Linked DNA regions of Delphinus delphis: region 1 is linked to region 2. The links are chromatin contacts, called in public Hi-C maps. All regions are on one chromosome and are shown on one strand. The core of a region is the stretch at or near the end of the contact, and the rest is flanking DNA. Distances in the headings are between cores, read along the strand shown.

Region 1 (4,362 bases), core at 70-2,569, 150 kb before region 2:
TGTATAATAATTAAATTAGCATGTTTGTATTTCCTCTTCCTTTTCCTCCTATGAATTTACACTAAGAAAAGTTATATAATAAACTAAAATTGGATTGTAAACTCGTATACTTTATAATAATTTTGAAACACCTATTTGCCCTGTGTTCTTAACTTCATTACAAATTCCTCAAGAGCGAGGATGTTGGTTTTGGCAGCCCCACTTCCCCATCTCTCTAGATAATAAGTACTCATGTCATTGCTAACAACTGATGACCTCTTTCTCCTAACATGTTCTTTTTTCTACCAGCCTTGGCAGAAGTCTTCCTTCTCATCAGACAGGCCTATACGATGCTTCTGACCATTCCCTATCCCTTTACTTCGGCCTATGCTAGACTATGCCTTAGGAGTTTGCCTCCGGCAGAACCTTCGCCCAGACCATCTACCACCTGGCAGCTCCTACGGACACGTGGACCCAAGGGCGTCACGCCTCCGATGATTCCCCTATTATCCAAGACAACGTTAAAGATCACCCTAGATCAGTCCCCTTCCCTGGCCGACGGGTGGAGGCAAACAAAATCTTGGCGGGAGCGAGCAAGGGAGAAAAAGCGTGGGCGCCGAGGTGGGAATGAGGCGCCCCGCGTGGGTCAGCGCGGCGTCTCTTCCCCGCTCTTGATTTTGCGGACTGGAGCACGCACCTACCCGGTCGCGGCGTCTTTGGGGGCGGGCCCGCGGGGCGGGGCTGGGGGAGGGTCTTCGGGGCACCGGGCGGGGATTGACGGCGGGTTCGGGGGGCCGGGTTGGCGAGCCCTGGGCGGGGCGTTGGGTGAGTCCTCGGGGGCAGGGGGCGTGTCCTCCAGACTCGGGAGGTGGATCCTCAGGGCGCGAGTCTGGGCCTTGAGGCTCGTGGGGCGGGTCCTCGGGAACGTGAGCCGGTTTTCTCGGCGTGGGGCGTGTCCTCGGGGAACTGGTCCTCGGGACGCGGGGCGGGAACAGGCGACTGATCCACGGGGCGCGGAGCAGGACGTGGGCCCTTGGGGCTCGTGAGGGCGTGCCCTCCGAGCTCCGGGCGTGTCCTCGGGGTACGAGTGCTGGCGACGCGGGGCAGGTCGTCGGCGCGCGGGGCGGGGCGTGGGGCCGGGTTCTCTGGGTACGGGGCGGGGATTGGCGGCGGATGCTCTGGGCGCGGGGCGGGGATTGGTGGCGGATACTCTGGGCTCGGGGCGGGACGTAGGTTCTAGGGGCTCGGGGGGCGGGTTCTCGGGGCGGCGCGCGCCGGCTTCCCCTGCTCCTCCCGCGCGCGGCCCCTGGAGTGCCCAAGGCGCGCGGCCAGCCCAGCTCGGGCCGCTGCACTCGAGCTGCCCCGCGGCCGAGCGAGCGCGGGCCGGGGTCGGGGCCGCGGCGGTGGGTATTGCACCCAGGGTCCTTCTGCAGCCCCCGTAGCGAGGAGCGAGGGCGAAGACGAGGCTAAGCGGGGCCGGAACCATGAACCGGAGTTTCCACAAGTCTCAGACCCTGCGCTTCTACGACTGCAGCGCGGTGGAAGTCAAGAGCAAGGTGAGCCGGGGGCCGGCGGTCTGCGCCCCCCACCCCCGCGAATGAATGGGCACCCCGAAGGGGACTGGGAGGCGCGAGACGGGCCGGCGCCAACTTTGGAACGCGGCGCCGTCCGTGGGATGTGCAGGGGTCCCGCAATCCTTCCCGCCCCTGCGCGCGCACAAAGCCCGGCAGCCCGATAGGGTTCAGCTGGAGCCCCGGCGCTCGGAGGGCCGCGCGGCCGCCTGACCCTTCGCGAGAGCGGCTCTTTTGTTCCACAAGCTGGCGGCGACCCGGCGCGCCGCACGGTGGAGGGGCGACATTTCCGGGGCGACCCAGGGGCTGCTCGGATTCGGGGCCGTGGAGGGGCCTCGGGGGCCCGGGCCAGGGGAGGGCCCTGGCCGCGCCGCCTCCTTCATTGCGGAGGAGTCTCGGAATCGGTGAGGGGAGACGGGCAGCCGGTCCCCGATCCCCGGACCGGACCCCCAGTCCCCGGCCCGGCCCTCTGTACCAGTCCCTCAGCCTCCCGGCGCGCCCCAGGCCCAGATTGCCCGGGCGCGCCGGGCCGGCGGCCCCTCCCGCTGCCCGCGCCCCGGCCCCAGCGTGCCCGAACTTGCGGGTTGCTGTGCGCGTTTGGGTAATTGGCTGATAGGATCTGGCGCTTCTGCCCTTTGCGGGGGCGGCTACTTCGCGGCAGACGCTTTTGTCTGCGAGGGTCTCAGTGGTGGACCCCGCGGCGGAGGAGGAGTTGCAGTTGTTCAGGGTCCTGGAGGGAGGGGGCCCAGCTTACCGCTGCCTGGGATCCGGCTCTCGCCCGTTCTCTGCGCGCCCCCCGCCTCGGTCAAGCAAGGCAGAGGCAACTGAGTGGTTGGTGGGAGGGGGCCGGACCCGAGGGTGGGCTCTGACCTCCAACTCTGCGCACGCTTGGGTCGCGGGGCGTGTGTGACCCGGTCCGGTCTCTGGGAAGACGAACCCGGCGGCCCCCTGCCTGGGTTGCCCCTACCGGGCAAGGGGGGTGCTTTGGCGTAGGAGTTCCAGGGCTTCCTCCGAGGATGGGGGATTCTCTGCGGGAACCCCACTGCAGTGAGTTGCGGCATTTCATCACCATCTTGTTGGACAGTCTTTTTAGGAACCCCTCATCTCTAACTACCCCGTGTGCTAATTCCGGGACCCTCGCCCTGCACTCCTCCCCGCTTTTAGCCCCAGAGTGCCCACACCCCGGAATCAGAAGTGCCCGCTGTGAGTTGCGTGGGGGAGAAGAACTGACAGGCGTGAGTGGGAGCCCCAAATAATTGACGTTTCTTCAACTCAGTGGGAAGGTGGCTTTGTGGAGCTCATTGTCGCCTGCAGTAGCCACTGAGCCCGTGTGGTGTTTCGTTTTAACTGTTTATTTTGAGATCATCACAGATTAACAGGCAGTTGTGGAAAAGAATACAGAGACTTCCCCAAATTCCCCAAAGGTAACATCTTGTATCACAGTGTCGCATTCAGGACCTCATCAGACTTGTTCACGGGGTGTTTTTGGGTCACACACTTTTGTCGTGTGCTCATTCCTGAGACCCAGCACGGTCACAACACAGACCACTTCGAACGCAAGGGTACCTCCTGCTGCCCTTTCACAGTGGCAGTTTGGTTCTAAGTGATTAACATCACATGCTGTTCCTGAGTCTCACTGGCCACATCCCCTGTGCTCAGTAGCCACGGGCGGCTTGCAGCTGCCTGACCAGATTCAACTCCAGAGGGTCCGTCCAGAGGGACAGCCCTGGAGGAAATGCCCTCACCAGGCCTTATCTTGCAGTTCTGCACTGTGGACACTGTGAGGACCCCTGGGGACTGGAGAGTAGGCATCTGCCTTTGCCTCTCCTGGGGAACCGGGGGCTGTGGGCGTTCGGGTGGCCCAGCGGGTTGCCTCAGGCTGCCCCACCTTCTTGACTGCCCAGTGAAGAAGGGGCACTGCCCCATGGCCCAAGCCTGGGCTCAAGTGCAGATGCATTGAATGCTCCACCGGGGGTGAGTGGCAGAGCGAGAGTTCTGGTTGAATTTGGGAGCGCCCCTGGCAGGCCACACCAGCCTGGGCCCTGCGGGCTGGCTGGTTATACACACAGCACCACGACTGACCCCCGCCCTTTTGGAAGAGGGGGCTTGCCTTACTGTTTGTCCAGAGGGTCCACGCGGCTCGTGCGTCTGTACACGCCCTCCCACCCACCCACTTGGTAGTGAATACTTGCACGCATGGAGTCCATCCGTGCAGGGAGCGTTAGTCCAGCTGCTGATGTCAAAATATGGGAGGCCAGACGTTACGACAGTGATGTCTTTCCACCATCTAAAGGTAGCACCGTAACACCTGGGTTTGTATGTGGAGAAAGTGGTGCCCGGGAGCTGAGTCCGGCCGGTTCTGCCACCTACCCTTTGGAGTTTTCAGGCAAGTTATTTAACTGTTCTGAGCCTTAGTTATTTCATCTGTAAAATGGTCATTGTACCTATTCCGCTAGCCCCCAGGATCAAATGAGGTAATGAATGTGAAGTACTTTTAAACCGCAGAGCACCCACAATTGTAAGACCTAAGCACTGCAGGTCAGGGTTCTGTGGCATCTCAGGATGTCAGGTCTGAAAATCTGATCCTCCCAGAATTTTGGGCATTAGCCCTCTGCCACAGCTGGTCAGTTCCCAAAGCGTCGGAGGCAGAGACATTATCTTGACCTGGTGGGTCTTCCCCATATGGCCCCTGGCTCTCCCCCAGCATTTCTGTTTTAATACCTGTGATGCATCTATTTCTCTCCCCACCAGCTGCATTGCTCTGCACTTTGGAGTATAACTGCTTTACAACGGTGTGCTGGTTTCTGCTGTA
Region 2 (4,397 bases), core at 510-3,009:
CACTCGAAAAATATTTGTTAAAAAAAATATATATGTTAAGCATGTACAGGTAATAGAGTGGATAACAAAACAATGTGGTCCATGCCTTCTTACATTCAAGTGAGGGATACAGATAAACAAATAACATCAGGTATTGCAGGAGCTCTGAAGAAAGAACAGGTAAGATAACAAAGTGAAAAGGGCAGCATTTTAGGGGGAAGATCTCTCTGGGGTGGTAATGTTTGAAGATAACTATTTGAGGTCTACCTTTGAGAAATTTTACTTTAGAGCAAAAATCAATTCTGACCATTAATGAGAATCCTGGTTACGTATTGGTCTTTCAGCATCAGAACACCTGAACACCTTTTTATAAATAAAAGTCAATCTGGTTCAAAGTCTGAGATTTGAAAATTAAGAAACTGAACTCTTCCCAGGCCAATAACACCTTGAATCGAATTCTTCACAAGTCTGAAAAATTCAAAGCAGACACGGTCCCTATTTCAATAGCTATGAATTAAACATGCATAGAATTATAAGTGGCTATAAAGCTACAAAGCAAGCTTTATTTAACAATTTTTATTTCTTTATGCCAGCCATATATTCTCCAGTTATAAGAAAAGATAAAATTATATGAGACCATAATTTATCAATAAAGTGTGTGACTGTGACCTGAATTTTTAAACTTTTGTAAGACTGAAGTATTAAATTCACAAATCAGAAAAAGAAAACAAACAACCCTATCATAAAAGAATGCATCCCCATTTGACGATCACTCTAACAAAATTGAGTTAGTTTTCTTCTGATAAAATAATTTATGTAATTCAAGACACTCCCCTCAAAGATCAAAAACAAAAATATGTTGCAACTAATGACTATAAACAGTCTCTCCTAAACGTAACGTTAAAAACTGGAAGAGCCTAAAGTAGCCCACTTTAAGTCAAAGACATGAATAAAAACGAATGCTATTCCCACGCCTCATTTCAAGAGTCGGCAATTTCCATCTTGAGGCATCTTACCCATTCTCCAAAACCTCCCAGTTCAAATCTCACCACCCCCAGTATCTCCAATATTACTGTCTTCTCTTAATCTGTTACTTATGTCTTCTTACCTTCAGCAACTCCTTGCAGCTGTCAAGCCCAATATCCATAAGAATGCTTTTCACCTTTTTCCGTACCTTCCTGATGTTGTCAAGATTCTCCACAGGAATTTGAAACATTTTTGAAATTTTCCTTAAAAGGGAAGAAAACAAAACTGTAATAAGTACATATACACATACACACATAAAATTTTTTAAAACAGGGCTGGTAAAGCAGAGTAATTTTTACTCTGGGACAATCAGATTTCCACATACAAAAGAATGAAGTTGGACTCTTCCCTTATACCATATACAAAAATTAACTCCAAATGGATCATACATGCACATGGTGAAATTTTAAAACTCTCGGAAGAAAACATAGGCATAAATCTTCGTGACCTTGGATTTGGCAATGGATTCTTAGATATGACACCAAAAAGCACTAGCAACAAGAGAAAAAATAGATAAGTTGGACTTCATCAAAATTAAAGACCTACCTGCTTTGAAGGAAACCATCAAAAAAGCAAAGAGAATCCACAAAATGGGAGAAAATATTTGTAAATTTTATTTCTGATAAGAAACTTATATCCAGAATACATAACAATAATTAAAAGGCAAATAAAAAACCCAACTTAAAAATAGGCTAAGGGGACTTCCCTGGTGGCGCAGTGGTTAACAATCTGCCTGCCAATGCAGGGGACATGGGTTCAATCCCTGGTCTGGGAAGATCCCATAAGCCGTGGAGCAACTAAGCCCGTGGGCCACAACTACTGAGCCCATGAGCCACAACTAAAGAGAAGCCCTGGTGCCTCAACGAAAGCTCCCACATGCCTCAACAAAGATCCTGTGTGAGGGAACATTATGCTATGTGAAAGGAGCCAGACACCAAGGACCACATATTATACGATTCAATGTATATGAAGTATCCAGAACAGACAAATCTATAGAGACAGAAAGGAGAATACTGGTTGCTTAAGGCTGAGGTGGACTGGAAGGTGATGGCTAAGGGGAACAGGGTTTCCTTTTGGAATAATGACAATATTCTAAAATCGACTGTGGTGATGTATGCACAACTCTGTGAACCTACTAAAAGCCACTTAGTAAGTACACTTTAAATAGGTGAACTGGGGACTTCCCTGGTGGTCCAGTGGTTAAGACTCCACGCTCCCAATGCCGGGAGCCTGGGTTCGACCCCTGGTCAGGGAACTAGATCCTGCATGCCGCAACTAAAGATCCCGTGTGCCTCAGTGAAGATCCCACGTGCCGCGACTAAGACCCGGCAGAGCCAAATAAATAAATAAATAATTTTTTTAAAAAAAGGTGAAGTGTATGGTATGTAAATTACATCTCCATAAAGCTGTTTTTAAAATACCTGAAAAAGCATAAAATTAAAATAAATCCTGTGGTACTTGACCATGATAAGAGGTATAGCTGTGACCTCATTATTTTTAACACATACATAGATTAAAAATAAATACATTTGTTAATGTGTCTGTGTATATTGTATAGCTCTGTCCACTGCGAGAGCCTGGAAGCAGTTACACACCCCAGTAGCAGTGAGCACTCCTTGGGCCCAAATCTTACTTTTCTTTTCTTTTTTAATTTTATTTATTTACTTATTTTTGGCTGCGTGGGGTCTTTGTTGCTGCGCCCAGGCTTTCTCTAGTTGCGGACAGAAGAGGCTAGTCTTCATTGCAGTATGGGGGCTTCTCATTGCGGCGACTTCTCTTGTTGCAGGGCATGGGCTCAGTAGTTGTGGCACACGGGCTCAGTTGTTGTGGCTCACAGGCTCTAGAGCGCAGGCTCAGTAGTTGTGGCTCATGGGCTTAGTTGCTCCACAGCATGTGGGATCTTCCCAGACCAGGGCTCGAACCCGTGTCCCCTGCATTGGCAGGCAGATTCTTAACCACTGTGCCACCTGGGAAGTCCCTCAAATCTTACTTTCTAAATACCACTTTCCATTAAAAGGAAACAGGGCTCCTTGGAAAAAACGGCTGATTCTAGGGCTGGAGCACATAAAGGACAAGATGAGCCTAGAATGTCTTATGCCAGAAAATAACGAAGTTGCTCAAAGAATGGTGAGACATGTCAAAAGGACTCAAAAGAAGTCAAGCGCTTGAAGAAGTTCCCGCCAGCCAAATGTGGGACAATGTGGGTACCAAATAAGTAATGACAATAACAGATTAATCTGTGGCACTGAATTTTCCAAAGATAGCGTAACAGGATCTCCCATCCCACATGCTTTCCTTAAAATATGTCCTTGACACTCCTCCCAAAAAGTAGGGGCATCTATGCTCCCACCCTTAGAACCTGGGCAGAACTTTCCGGCAACCTCAACCAATAAAGTGTGGCAGAAGTAATGCCATGTGAATTCCAAAGGTAGACCATAAAAATGCCACATGCTTTTGCCTGCCCTCTGGGTACCATTACTCTTGGAATCTAGACTCCTTACTGTAAGAAGTTCAACTAGCCCACATGGAGAGGCTCCACATCAACTAGCAGACACAAGAGTGAAGATGCTCTAGAGCCTGCAGCTGTCCAGTCACCCTGAGCCTTTGAGTCTTTCCAGATGAGGCCCCAGACATTGTGGAATATAAACAAGCCAGCTTCCCTGCTCCCACCTGAACTCCTGACCCGAAGAATTACTGAGTTTTTTTAATAAAATGTTTCATTCTACAAAGTTTTGGGGTGGTTTGGTATTCAGAAATAGTAACCAAAATATAACCCACTAGAATGTAAACTTAAGTCCATGGTAACATAAACAATTTAATAAATTGAAAGTTTAGTGAGGAATGGGATATTTTACATGGTTTCCAAGCATCTCCCCACAAAATACTTGTTAATAACCAAAGGGGAAAGTGTAATTCACAGAAGTCTGGCAGACATTCAGTTAAGAGACACTGTACAAAATATCTAACCTGCAATCTTCAAAAGTGTCCAGATGATACAAGGGCGCACTATTCATAATAGCCAAAATGTGGAAACAATCCAAGTGTCCACCAAATGTTGACTGGATGAACAAAATATGGCATACCCATACCACAAAATAGTATCTGGCAATAAAAGTAACTAGGTACCGATGCACGCTACAACATGAATGAATCTCGAAAACATGACGCTAAGTGAAAGAAGCCAGACGCAAAAGTCCTCATACTGTCTGATTCCATTTACATGAAATGTTCAGAAAAGACAAATCTACAGAGATAGAAGGTAGAGTAGCAGTCGGCTGCGGGTGGGAACGGGTAGTAACTGCTCATGGATAGGTTTTTGGGGAGAGTGCTGGAAATGTTCTAATATTAGATTGCGCTGTTGGTTGCACAGCTCTATAAATTTACTAAAAATC

Evidence for each region. A called contact is a pair of places that touch in the nucleus more often than the background predicts.
Region 1: a Hi-C map of muscle shows a contact between it and region 2, with 2.8 times the contacts expected there. The contact joins the promoter of PARD6G here to the promoter of ADNP2 in region 2. A contact is called at or near these places in 2 of 3 Hi-C or Micro-C datasets (lung and muscle).

Annotation. Positions count from the first base shown.
Region 1 is chr13:89,006,224-89,010,585 of mDelDel1.2, reverse strand. It overlaps PARD6G (par-6 family cell polarity regulator gamma), which reads left to right and starts at 1,319. Exons shown (of 3, transcript XM_060029286.1): 1 at 1,319-1,535. The coding sequence starts at 1,464.
Region 2 is chr13:88,852,227-88,856,623 of mDelDel1.2, reverse strand. ADNP2 (ADNP homeobox 2) reads right to left here and starts at 1,759. Exons shown (of 6, transcript XR_011246703.1): 1 at 1,088-1,759.